Regions from separate parts of the Mus musculus genome. Here all the other regions are linked to region 2. Evidence: chromatin contacts called from public Hi-C and HiChIP or PLAC-seq data. All regions are on one chromosome and are shown on one strand. The core of a region is the stretch at or near the end of the contact, and the rest is flanking DNA. Distances in the headings are between cores, read along the strand shown. Region 1 overlaps Jazf1 (JAZF zinc finger 1). Region 2 holds the start of Tax1bp1 (Tax1 (human T cell leukemia virus type I) binding protein 1). Region 3 overlaps Hibadh (3-hydroxyisobutyrate dehydrogenase).

The links. A called contact is a pair of places that touch in the nucleus more often than the background predicts. HiChIP or PLAC-seq counts read pairs in DNA pulled down with a chosen protein or histone mark.
Region 1: an H3K4me3 HiChIP or PLAC-seq map of the SCID.adh cell line shows a contact between it and region 2, with 12 read pairs. The contact joins the enhancer-like site here to the promoter of Tax1bp1 in region 2. A contact is called at or near these places in 1 of 484 Hi-C or Micro-C datasets (the THB-7 cell line), 5 of 115 datasets of contacts at active chromatin or transcription factors (the SCID.adh cell line and embryonic stem cells) and 2 of 9 other capture datasets (adipose tissue and pancreatic islet).
Region 3: a contact with region 2 is called in a Hi-C map of neutrophils, with 2.6 times the contacts expected there. The contact joins the enhancer-like site here to the promoter of Tax1bp1 in region 2. A contact is called at or near these places in 24 of 39 promoter capture datasets (the 3T3-L1 cell line, 3T3-L1-derived adipocytes, the C10 cell line and 17 more), 2 of 15 datasets of contacts at CTCF or cohesin (CD8 T cells and the NIH/3T3 cell line), 45 of 484 Hi-C or Micro-C datasets (the 3T3-L1 cell line, 3T3-L1-derived adipocytes, the AML12 cell line and 37 more), 16 of 115 datasets of contacts at active chromatin or transcription factors (the 230-238 cell line, DN3 thymocytes, the HPC-7 cell line and 10 more) and 5 of 9 other capture datasets (adipose tissue, embryonic stem cells, liver and 2 more).

The regions. Positions count from the first base shown.
Region 1 is chr6:52,778,369-52,782,533 of GRCm38.p6, forward strand. All of the region lies in intron 3 of Jazf1 (JAZF zinc finger 1), which reads right to left. Among named protein-coding and RNA genes, the nearest start is that of Gm52904, 18 kb to the right of the region's middle. Within about 2 kb of position 1,348, at least 7 of the 459 cell types and tissues checked have an H3K27ac peak or open chromatin away from gene starts, as enhancers often do. A contact at or near this core is called in the SCID.adh cell line, where this site is marked.
Region 2 is chr6:52,711,371-52,715,557 of GRCm38.p6, forward strand. It overlaps Tax1bp1 (Tax1 (human T cell leukemia virus type I) binding protein 1), which reads left to right and starts at 2,359. Exons shown (of 18, transcript NM_025816.3): 1 at 2,359-2,485.
Region 3 is chr6:52,620,143-52,624,677 of GRCm38.p6, forward strand. It overlaps Hibadh (3-hydroxyisobutyrate dehydrogenase), which reads right to left. Exons shown (of 8, transcript NM_145567.1): 3 at 2,709-2,818. Among named protein-coding and RNA genes, the nearest start is that of Hibadh, 18 kb to the right of the region's middle. Within about 2 kb of position 2,194, at least 55 of the 459 cell types and tissues checked have an H3K27ac peak or open chromatin away from gene starts, as enhancers often do. A contact at or near this core is called in bone marrow-derived macrophages, granulosa cells, hematopoietic stem and progenitor cells and 3 more, where this site is marked.

The DNA.
Region 1 (4,165 bases), core at 98-2,597, 66 kb after region 2:
CTCTGCCCAGAGTTGAATTAAGAATCGGCTTTCCTGGTTCAGGACAGCTGGGGTGGAGAACCTCGTCAACAGTGGTCCTATTTTACTCTCTTTAATGAGGGAGGCCCAAAGCCATTTATTTTGCACTTTTGCACAATACAACCCTGAAGGACATAATTCTACAGATCATAAACAGTGTAAAATAATATGTTGACAAGTCCTAATGCATTTACAAGCCCCGTGGAATAAATAGGAATTATAGCACAACATTAATAAGAATTATATGGTAGCAATTACAGTTGTGAAATTCATCCCCCAGGTGTGAGGCTAAATTGCGCCAGGGGCCTGCCTAGGTGCTTCATTGGCTCGCTCTGCAACATCAATTATTTCAACACCAAATATTGGCACTTTTATTGGGTTTCATTTTAATAGGCATTAATAAGACTGTTTGAAGAGCAGTTGAGCCAGCAGCCAAGGACGCCATCATCTGAGGCTGAGCGTTGCAAAGGTCCAGGAAGGAGTGACTGTGTTTACTGAGTGCCCATGATGTTTCAGGTAAACCCTATGCCTCCTCTCACTCAGTCCTGGAGTGATGCTGAGGTAGAGAAGCAGCTGACCCCTGTGCAGGGTAAGATGTGTCTGCTCTATTAGCCATGGAGGGATGCCCGTTCCTTCGGCTGCATCCCGATAACCCTACAGCTTATGGGCTCCTCCTCAGGGTCCCTCTTCCTCCACATTTGCTGGGTCTTTACCACTTACTCTTTACCATTTAGCAGGCTTTTCTGTGTCTGCTAAGAACTTTTGGTGAGGGTGTGGGGTGGTAGAGGGTAAGGTGCAGAGAAAACATTTGCTTAAAATGAGGCTTTAGGATTAAAAGTGGGTTTTAGTCAACCCTGCTGTATATAACACCCGCCATCATCTAAAATAAAAGTAGAGCACGCTTGGTAATGCTTGCACCAGAGACTCCGCATCACTTGGCCACACAGCTTTCCCAGTCAGTCCCGAGCAAACCTCTAAAACCATTTGTAAGCAGGGTATTGCATAAGACATTTTGCTCTTAAACAGAGGCCACATGCTGGAGTTCTTTAAAATGCCAGTTTGAAAGCAGTAAATGTGATTTGGAAAGGTCCTTCAGCAGGATTTCAGAAAGTAAGAACAACTAATTTTCCCATCTAATTGGGCTAATTTGTTCACCTGAACATCAAGAACCACTCAGCATTTACAGCTTGGGGGAGGAGGTGGGAAACCCCTTAATGAAGCCCAGTAGAAGATAAAACTTTAAAACTAAACTGGATCAAAAGGGACCAGACCCTGAGGGGGTAGGAGCAGTGTTGCTGGAAACCACATGGGCCATAGGCAAAGCAGGCCGGCAGGGATGCCATACCGTGGGGTACAGGGCACGGTCTGAGTCAAAGGCAGTGCTAACATGAGTGGGGCACTGTGTCACAGGGCCCCAAGGGGACTGCATGAGACTTACTGCCTCCCTTGGCTGGGAGGTGATGTACAAGACAGACCTGTGTTTAGTTCTCTCCTAGAACAAAGCGCTGTCGAGCTGGCTCACATGTTGGCTTTTGTTAGCTGAGGGGTAGGGCACATGCTTTTTATTGTTCATGAAAGTGGTACAAATCTCTTTTTGCAAATATAATTTAAAGGTTAGAAGTATACTCAACAGCACCCCTGCATAGGAGGGCTGACATGTAGTAAGTACTCAAGTAAATGGATGGCAGTGTAAGAAACTCACTCATAATGTTACATATACATATTACATACACATATTGCACATACTTATTACATGCAACACTTTTAGAAAAGCCAGTTCAGAAGCTCAGTATGGTAGTTGTATGCCTTTAATCCTAGCATTCAGGAGACAGAGGCTGGCAGATCTCTGTGAGTTCAAGGCCAGCCTGGTCTACATAATGAATTCCAGGACAGTCAGAGCTACATAGTAAGAACCTGTCTCAAGACAAACAAATAAAAACAAACCACAACAAAGCCAGTTCAGGAACTAAGAAAGGGGGGAGGGAAAAGGGTGTGGGGACAGTGTGCTCAAACTCTGTTAGGCAGTGGGAATTGGGTCTGTTTGTTAGGCAGTGGGAATTGGGTCTGTTTGTTAGGCAGTGGGAATTGGGTCTGTTTGTTAGGCAGTGGGAATTGGGTCTGTTTGTTAGGCAGTGGGAATTGGGTCTGTTTGTTAGGCAGTGGGAATTGGATCTGTTTGTTAGGCAGTGGGAATTGGGTCTGTTAGGCAGTGGGAATTGGGTCTGTTTGTTAGGCAGTGAGAATTGGGTCTATTTGTTAGGCAGTGGGAACTGGGTCTGAAGAGTTGGACCTTGGTTGCGCATGCAGCATTTCCAGTTTGAGAGGTAAGCGGGGCTAGTAGAAAAAAGTGTCACACTCTGAGGGACAGCCTAGAAACTCAGGCACACTCTGTAGGAAAGCCTAGAAACTGTCACACTCTGAGGGACAGCACAGGAACTCTGTCACATTCTGTGGGACAGCCCAGAAACTCCCACAGGTGGTCTGAAAAAGTTTTTAAAGAAATTGGTTTTGTGACTCACATGAGAAAAATATTAAGGTGTTCCCCTAACACCTGTTACACACACACCTGTTCACAGCTGCCATTTGGGCAGACCCCATGTCACTGTCCACAAGCCCTGCTGTTTCTGTCACTTGTTCCCATGGGCCACAAGGGTCATCTCTACCCTTGTCCTTCCTCCTCCACTCTCTTCTCTCACTTCCCTGCACAGTCATTTATTGCTATAGAACGCCCTAGTCCTCCTTTGTAGTTCTAAATGCACTTGTGGCATCTGGATAAATAAGCTAGCCTTTCCAGAACACCCATATGCCATGTTTTAATTGCTTGGGTCATTAATATTCAAGCAGCAGTGGTAACAGCACACTCAGACCTTTCAGGTTCTGGCAGACATATCAGCCGGACGACTTTCTGCCCACCATGGGTCTACCATCAATTATCAAATCAGCGAATGCTTCACCAGTGCTGAGACAACAGTCCACAAATAAGCAAGCATCCAGAAACAGAATCTTTTGCTAGGTAGCCAGGATGGCTTTGAACTCATGCCTTCACTCCCTGAGTGCTGCTATTTTAGGCTTGCTCTACCACATTCAGGCAAGCTCTGATTTTTGTGTTTGCTCATTGGGTGGAAACATTTAAAGACTTATTTTTATTTTTGTGTATTTGTGTGTCTGTATGTGAGTGGGAGCAAGAGAGTATGATGCCCTCACAGGCCATAAGGGGTGTGAGACCCCCTGGCACTGGGGTTACAGGCAGTTCTGAGCCATCTGCTGTGTGCTTGGACCTGAACCTGGGTCCTCTGCAAGGGCAGGATGTAGCCATATCCCAGCCCTGGCTGTTAAGCTTTTGTGACAGAGTGTCAGTATGTAGCCCAGGCTAGCCTAGATCTCATTATGCAGAGCAGGCTGGCTTTGAACTCTCCACACTAGGATTAGAGGCACACGTTTGCCAAACCCAGAACACCTCTTTCTTTAAAAGAAAATTTAAGTTCTACTTGTACTTGCTTACTGCTAAATGTTTCTACCTGTAGCTCTACATAACAAACATTTTTAAATATTAAAAACTATCAAATAACTAAGCCAGAATGAATTTCTGAAATACTCATCTGTAAGTGCCGATACAGTCAAATTCTAAAGATTTCAACAAAATTCTATCAGCTTCTCTCTCTCTCTCTCTCTCTTTTTTTTTTTTTTTTTTTTTTTTTGGTTTTTCGAGACAGGGTTTCTCTTTATAACCCTGGCTGTCCTGGAACTCAGTTGTAGACCAGGCTGGCCTCGAACTCAGAAATCCGCCTGCCTCGGCCTCCTGAGTGCTGGGATTAAAGGTGTGCGCCACCACGCCCGGCACTTTTCTCTTTTAGTAGTTAAACTTTAAAATATTTTAAAGGGGCTGGGGAGATGGCTCAATGCTTAAGAGTAGTGGTTGCTCTTCTAGAGGATCTAGGTTCAATGTCCAGCATCTACATGGCAAGGTCAGGGGTTCTAGTGCCCCCTTCCAGCCTCCACAGGCACTGCATGCAAGAGGTGCAGCCAATACACCTATCCATGTAAAACAAACATTTGAAAAATAAACATTTATTTTTAAAACAACAAAGAAAATGTTTTTGAGGCAGGCAAGTCCAATCTGATCGCAATGCCTATGAAGCAGACCTGT
Region 2 (4,187 bases), core at 1,109-3,608:
TTCTCTGTATAGCCCTGGCTGTCCTGGAACTCACTCTGTAGACCAGGCTGGCCTCGAACTCAGAAATCCACCTGCCTCTGCCTCCCAAGTGCTGGGATTAAAGGCGTGTGCCACTACTGCCCGGCAGACGTCTTTGTTCTTTAGCAGAAAGCTTGGACTACACAGTAGTCTTATGATCATTCTACAGTTCAGAATATCATCTCTCTGCTCAAAGTGAGATATTACTCTTATCACATGTAGGCCAGGCTAGCCTAGAGCTCACTGTGTAGCTGAGGATGACTTTAAAATTCTGATCCTTTTGCTCTCTCTCCTCCAGAGTGTTGGGATTAGAGGCATGCACCACCATACCCTGTTTATTCTGGGCAATTCTAGACAATCACTATACCAACTGAGCTATACTCCCAGCCAGCCCCAGATCCCATTCTTTTAAATGGTAATCAAAGGCCTGCAATTTTGAATCCTGGTTTTACAAACTGCTAATTATGTGGAAGAAGTCCATTTTCAAGATTTAAGCCTGCTAATATCTGACCACTGATACTAGGTTGCAGGCTCTAATGCTATGGATTACTTAGATGTTTTCCTAAGACAGCCCAAGCCCCGCCCGCTTCTCTTCGTACAGCTTCGTTGTAAATTCCTGATTACAGTGTTCCTAATAAAGCCCAAGTCTAAAAGATAACAGAATGAGAGCGTAGGGACTCCGCAGGAAGACCCACAGCGTCAACTAACCTGGACCACTGGGACTTCCAGAGACTGAACCACCAACTGAAGAGTGAGCGTGGGACCAGACCTAGGCCCCCTGCATGTGTTTGTCAGACCTGCAGCTTGCTTGGTCTTCATACTGTCCCCCAACAACTGGAGTAGGGGCTGTCTCCAAATTTGTTGCCTGTCTGTGAATCCAGTTCCCCTAACTGGGCTGCCTTGTCTGGCCTCAGTGAGAGAGTAAGCGTCCAGTCCTATAGTGACTGATGTGTGTGTGTGTGGGGGGGTAAGGGGTGGTGGGATACCCAGGGGGGTTCCCCTTTCTCAGAGAAGAAGGAGAGGGGATGAGGGGTGGAGCTGCAGAGGGGACTGGGAGGAGATGTAATATTGGAATGTAAAGTGAATAAATCAATTAGTTAAAAAAGTAACAGGATGTCTTCACCCTGGAGCAGTAGAATGCCTTAACTCACAGCCAGCCATGAGAGCAATCATGGGGTCTTGAGTAATCTCAGTAAGGAGGTTCTGTATGAAGTTAAAAACTAAAACCCTGCCCTGCATTTTGGTAGCTGTGTCTCCTGACCAACAGAATGCCCCTTTGTGGTTAAATGCCCTGAGATGTCTGTCTGTTCATCTCTCTCTCACTCTCTCTTTCTCTCTCTCCAGGGCATTTTCCCCTATAGTTGCACTAAAATGAAGTGTCTGAAACGCAAAAGATCTCAATTTCATTATATTATTATAGACATTGTGGTTTTGTGACCTGCTTTCCCTTGTGGTTGTTTTCTAGAGCAGCACAGGAAGAAATACCTCAAAAGGAAGACTTGGTTGATCGTGATATGGAAGTGAAAATAATTTAAATTTCTAAAATTACTTTTGCCTTATATAGCTTACCTTTCTCTGTTAAATGTGCAGTTTGAATTGGAACTTCATGGAAGCAAGTGTATTTTATTCAAATCCATCATATCTTGTGTTGGAATATTACTTATCTCATGAATACACTACCGTCTTAATCATAAATATTTCTTTAAAACCCACAATGCCGAACTTAACTTTTGCTTCAACAGCCTATGTCTCTCAACAGTAATTTTTCCTTTTGGAGGACCAGAATGAAGAGATCCCTATTTAAACAAACAAACAAGCAAACACACAGACACCCAACTTAAAAAATTTCAATATATAAGAAACAAATGAATCAGCAAATATTAAGAACCTGTCTTATGGAGGCCAATGTGGACTTGAATTGTGTGGAAAATGAAAGAACTTGAAATTAGAGTTTTGTATATTATTGTTCTGTTTAATGTTATGCTTTCTTCGCTGGTGATACGGTAAATGTCATTAGTTTCATAGCAACACGGGAATATGATGGTTCAATTCGTGATAGCTATGACAGTTCTTGGGGCTTCTGTATATATTGAAACATGTATTAGCTTAGACTGATATTTAAGACCCAGGTCACCTGGCCTCTGAGCGATCCTTCCCATTTCGCTGGTAAGTCAGTTAATTTGTTTCAAACGGACTGTGTTTTGAGGTGACTACATCACTGACCAAAAGCCACAGAGGAAAAAGCTGTCAGGGAAACCACTAAAGGACTCTTTACAGCTAGCGAGTGGGGCGTGTCGCCGCAGAGCATGCGCAGCAGCAGAGGCGGAAGCGAGCCTCCCTGGGGCGGAAGTGACGCACCGCCGGCTCTCCGCTTAGAGAAGGTGTAGCCGGTCTACGCTGAGAGGCAGTGGTGGTGGCCGCGGAGGTTCGGGGCGCGGCGTAGCGTGCGGGGCGGAGGCCCTGACCGGTAAGGTTTGCGGACGGGCCGCGTGCTTTCGAGGTAACCGGCGCTCGCGCTCCGTCTCGGCCCTGGAACCCGGGCCTGGCGAGTTTTGGGAACGGTCTCCGTGGTGACGAAGCTCTCTTTCCCAAGGACGAGCTTCCCCCGGGCCGCGATTGTGACGTGTTTTGGGCTTGGGGTGACCGTAGAGTGGGAAGCGTGGCGGGAGCGGGCGTGCTAGGCCGCGGCTGGCCCCGGCTGGCCCCGGCGTCTAACAAGCCAGGGACGGGTGGCGGGCGCGCTAGGCCGCGGCGAGCCGGGGAGGACCCGTTGGGTTGTTTTGGTTTGAGTCTCCGCTGGAGGAAGAGGCGGGGACTCCCTGTGTCGCCTGGTTTGGCTGTTTACCTGGCTTGGCTTGATCTCCGGCTTCTCCTGGGCTGAGAGATTAGTTGAGTCTTGCTGTTTGGAAAGCAGCCCTCCCCCTCTGGTGCCCAAGAGAAGGCTTTAAGAAATCTTGGGGAGGATCGCTTCGCTCTGTGGTCGTCTGGACTTGATTTCACGACTCCGCCTCCCTCGCTCCACCCACTGCTGACTCTCCCCGGTGTTTTGGACCCGGCGGAAGGTGCAAGACGTGTTCTGGCTAGCGCTCATCGCCCGAAAACTGTACTGTTAGAACGTAGCTGGGGTGTTCGCTTGTATTTCCCTGTTGAGAAATATGAAGTACAATTTGTTCCTGAAAGTTTTGTTGGAAAACGTTGTGGCGTTTGACTATGATAGATTTCCGGCTTTATCGTTATGTTGGTATGTTAGACATTTTAATGCTAAGTATCTGCCAAGTATGCTGCTTTTTGCCAAGTGGTAAAAATTCATGATTAGGACACGAACAAATATAATTAAAATTTTAGTGTTCAATCCCAAAACATTCGAAAATGGTTATTTGAATAACATTCCTTAAAAGTGGGTTGATTAAGTGGGTTTGTGATCTCCAGGTTACCCTCTAGGTGTGGAGAAGAAGCTGAGGCCAAGGACTCGCCTCCATTCTATTCTTCTCAGGGGTAAATTGGATTTCTGTATGTCCCTTTCGAATGTTAGGCAAACGCCCTGAACTTATCTTAGATTTCTGCAAGAATATATTTGACTATGCTAGGAATGACTGGTTAACCTCCTCCCCCTCGTCTTTGTTATTTGTTAAATTTCAAATACAGTTGTATTGTATTATTTGTTTTCAAGTTATTACATTAGCTGCATACCATTTGCTCTTAGAATCACAGTCGTGTATGTGAAATGTATGTGAAATGTAACCATTGAGTACCTTTTCTAGGACAAAAATAACATCTTGGAATTATAAATTGTAACCTTTAAAGGATGCTGTTTTTAAAAAAATTTAGACTTATGCGTATGAGTGTTTTGCTTGCATTTTATGCCTGGTTATATCTGACTTAAGTCAGAAGAGGATGTCAGATCTCCTGGAACTAGAGTGATAGATGGTGTGAACCACCATGTAGGTGCTGTGAACCCAACTTAGGTCCTCTGTAAGAGCAGTAAGTGCTCTTAATTACTGAGTCAGCGCTCCATCCCCTAGGATGCTAAGTTGGTTTTTAAAAAAAGATTTATTTATTTTATTTTAATACACACACACTGTAGCTGTACAGATGGTTGTGAGCCTTCATGGGGTTGTTGGGTATTGAATTTAGGACCTCTGCTCGCTCCGGCCCAAACATTTATTTAT
Region 3 (4,535 bases), core at 944-3,443, 91 kb before region 2:
ACTTCATGCAACTAAGCAACAATCAGAATCAGGTCAAAATAGCCAGACCGTCAAGGAGGCCTGTGGCCTGGTACTGAAACAGTTGACAAATCTTACATTTATTTACTCAAGTTCAGATCAATTACAGTTCAAAGTAAACCCATACTCATTCAGATAACGAATTGGGAAAGCCTAGGATCAGGTGAAGTACACTGGCCATGCTGACACAGTGAAGTTAAAGTGTAAGCAAGTTTGAAACCCTAGTAATTTCATAAGGGAATTGGTTTATTCACTGGGTCTTAAAAAGTTTAAGTCTTTAGTAAGCTATACTGCAAATTTCTCATACCCATATCATTTTCACTAAGAATAAATATAAGCAAGTAAAATATAGCTATTTGCTTCAAGAGGATATATTCTTTTAACAATGGAAACATTTTTTAAAAGAACATTTTATTAAGACTTTCAAATAACTAATTTTGATCAGACTCACTCTTCCTCCAACACTTTCCTGATCCTATCCCACTTCCCTATCACGCCTCCAGATCCACTTCCACCTCCCTACTTCCTGACCTAATAAGACACTTTTTAAAAACAAAATATTAAACAGGTGAAAAAGGAAATAAAGGATTGAATCTAGAAGTTTGACAAGATTTAGGGGGTTTTGTGGCAAATTAAAATGTATACATTGGTAAAGATGGAAGCAGGATCATGGATATTTTACATGAACCTTTATCATCCTTATCATAAAAGATTTCTCTTTGTACTACGAGTGCAGAACATACACCTGAAACAGTTCCCTTTTATCTACAAGGCAGTGCTTACCCTAGTGGCTAGAAAACTCTGACCTACATTAGAATTTGCCTACCTGGTCTTGGTGTCCAAGGCCTACAATCTTAAATAAATACTCAGAGAAGGTAAGGTAGAAAGATTATAAGTTCAATATCTGCCTGGGTTACAAGGTGGGTCCAAGGCCAACCTAAGCAATACCGTAAGAGTCTGTCTCAAAAGTAAATAAAAAAGAAACATATGAATCAAGAATGACAGCTAACAATTGTATGCAAATTTCCCGAAGTTCTCATTTATTATTAGTGTGTGCGAATGATGTGTTCTGATTGTACACATGGAAGACAGTGGAGGACTCTGTGGAGTCAATTTACACAGCAAGGGTTCTACCCAGAGCCATCTCACCAGCTATATATTTCCTCAAGTTCTTCCCACAGGTCTACTCGCTCAGGGGATATACAATCAAGACTGGAAAATTAGAACTCCATATATAGAAATATTAAAACAGAAAATGGGGAAATTGCTGTTTAAAAAATAAATCACTAAAAAGGAAAATAAAATATTTCTATTGAAAACAGCAGTGCATAGAATTCTTTCAAGAAGATTTCAGACAGAACCAACAGAGTATTTGAGTGGACTCCACAGAAGAGACATGCCAAGTGCTACTAGAACTCACCTCAGTACAAAGGTTTTACTTTATGTAAAAGAAAAAATATGAATAAAACTACCAGTCTTCTATGGTATTATCACCTTTAACAATCTTAAAAACAATGCACTGGGTGTAGAAAAAGAATCCAGACATGGTGGGGGAGGCAGAAGGGGACCATCACTGAGAGGGCAATTAGAGTTTAATATGAAACCAAACTCTTCCTAAGCCCTCCCTGGACAAAGCTGGTCTGGTAACTGGCCACCATGCTCCAAAGTAAAGGATATTAGTAAATGTTGTGTCACTGCACACGTCTGAGTAGCTTTCCTGGAGAAATAAAGCAGGGCACAACTGGAGCAGGCTGGGTAGCGAGTCAGCCAGGCCGCCTCAAGACCACCCACACTGTGGGGCCGCTGACTCTACCAACCCCTGAAGCCTAAACATTTATCCTATCAGTTTTCTGTCTAATATCCACATGTCTTTTCCTTACAAGTGTGTTAGTTTCCCAAACCTCAAATCTCATTGTATTACGCTTTTCTCAAAGCAAATCTTCCTTTCTTTTAGCAAGCATTATTAGAAATCAGTGTGGTGACTCAAGTGTCTGCATGGCACATGACTTTGTACTAGTTCTCTGTTAAACTCGACAGCAAAGTAAGTTAGGAATACAAAACAGAAAGCCGGAAACTGGAATGCAACCACTGTCACTCTGACATAACCACACCACAAGGGTTTGGCAGGAAGCAGCAATTCACCAGCAGGCTTACAGTGTCAGGGAAGCCAGACACTGGTAGGAAACACTGACGGGAATTACACGTCACCCAAAGGGCTACTGCTAACACTAGATTCCAGCTTCCTCGTGTCCTCCCTGCAGATGGACCAGCCCAGAGGACAGTCCATAACGTTTTACTATATAATAAAGTCTTAAGTTAGTGTGCTTTTCAGTGTTTGCTTTTATTTTTCACAGAGTCCCTTTTCTGGAGTTCTATACACCAGAAGAAAATCATGTTTTAAAGAGTAGGTACAATTTAGAATGCAAGCTTTAAAAGGCTCCTAACCATTCTGCCAGTGAGAAAGTGTAATGCAAGTTAAGCAAGGCTGGAGGAGGGAGTCCCGCAAGTCACATACTTGACTCTAGTGCAAAAATTAACTCTTCACAGTAAGCAGGAAACCACTGTTCACTTTATGAAATTAGAAAATGCACAGGAAAATTTAACCAATAGAGTTTAAATGCCCTAGCAGCTTTAACAACGTAAAACCCAGAGCTACAGCAAGAAAAACTGTACCCTTGAGAAATACATACTTTAGAATCCCGTTTGCTCCAGAATAAACTTCTACCGCATTCATACTGGAGGGCAGCATTGTGATAATCCTGTCAGCCTTTTCGGCTACTTCTGCTGGGGAGGATGCTACCTTTAAAGAAATCACAAAGGAGAATTGTTTAATTCAAATGTAAGCAGTGCCCAGGTCTCAAACATGACAGGATCTGTAACTCTTTACTGGGAAAAGTTCAAGATCATGACCAGTAACAAAGCTCAGTGAAATAAAGAACAAATGGAGGCTGCTAGAGTCTTCATCCTCTTCTGAACTATCTGGAGAACATGGGGTTCACAGAAAGCCCCCATAAATGTCTACTTCCCTGAAGTAAATACAAAGCAAAACAAAGGCAAGTTGTCTTCCTAGTGAAGCTCTATCTCTAGATCACTCCAAGATATAAGCCTGGAAGTCTATGTCAGAGAACTTCAGGTGCCCCCTTAAGTTCTCTTCCATGGAAAGAAATTTAGTTCTATCCAGATAACTCCTTCAAAAGTCCCTTACAGGGTACCAAAAATTAGCTCACAGATCTTAGGACACCACATATCCCCAAGCTTCTCGTGCCCATGAGCCAGCAACACCAAACCATCCAACGGCCAAGCACATAGGTGGTCTATCAGCGCCCTGCAGCCCAAGCATCTGCTTCTCGGGATGCTTGGTTTGCCAGGATGCTGGTAACCCCTCAAATATATCAAGTCGTGTCAAAACTCACAGGTCTGGAAAAAACACACACTGACAGTAGTAGCCGCAATGTCACCACTCTACTGGACACGACTGCTCTATATCTAATGACCGCATACATTTGGTATGTATTAACAATGTCTGATTTATATAACAAAGGCATTCAAATACTCTTACCACTGCTATGATGACTTTAAAAGTACAATAACTGACAAAATTTGGAAACAACTCAAAAATAGAGGGGAAGAAACCAACCTCATTTCCAATCTGACACTAGCCACAAAAGCCTTTAGCAGCCAACTAATTAGAATCCCTCAATTACATCTGCTAATTGAGTGGGTAAGCAAAGACAGAATGATGGAACAAAGCAACACGTATTTAGGGAAGTGAGAGATGCAGGTTTAGTTGCACCTCAGCCAAGTAGTATGCAATCTACTTAAATGTGCAAATCATTTAACCGCTCTGGCTTCAGCTTCCCAAATATAAGACATTGCATTAATTCCTGTAATCCTAAAACTCAAGAAGACTTGTGTTAACAAGAGGGTTGCAGATCTGATGTCGCTCAGGGATTCAGAGGAAGGCTCCTAACAAATGAAGACTGAGGCTCTGCTTTTTAAAGAAATGACACATTTGTCCTCATTCTTAACCTGACTGAATCCTACCTACTCTCCTGCCCTCACCTCCAGAGAACCCTATGCGCCCTCTTACAAGACAACAACAAAATACCTAACTTAGCTTCTACCTCCAACATACAATTTATTAATATCCAGTAACCTTCAATTCCAGGAAAGCTGGTCACTGTAAAATGAGTCTGACATCATCATCTCTTTCTATCCACTTACACATCACAAGGAAGTGGAAAGGAGAAAACCTGGTCACTGAATCTGTCCTGGGACCTTCTAAGTCTCAGAAACCTGTCCTCATAACTTTCGTTTCAGATGACATCACTAGCGTTGGATGGTAAGCAAAGATTATACACAACGTTAGCCTCTGTAGTTCTCTATCAGAAATGAAGTGTTAAGTGTTGGTACCTGTCTCCCTCTCCTCAAAAACACTCTTGGCATTTTATTATAGTCAAATTATAATTCTGATAGAAAGCCACGAGACAGATACTCAAGTTTTATCTGTTGGCCAA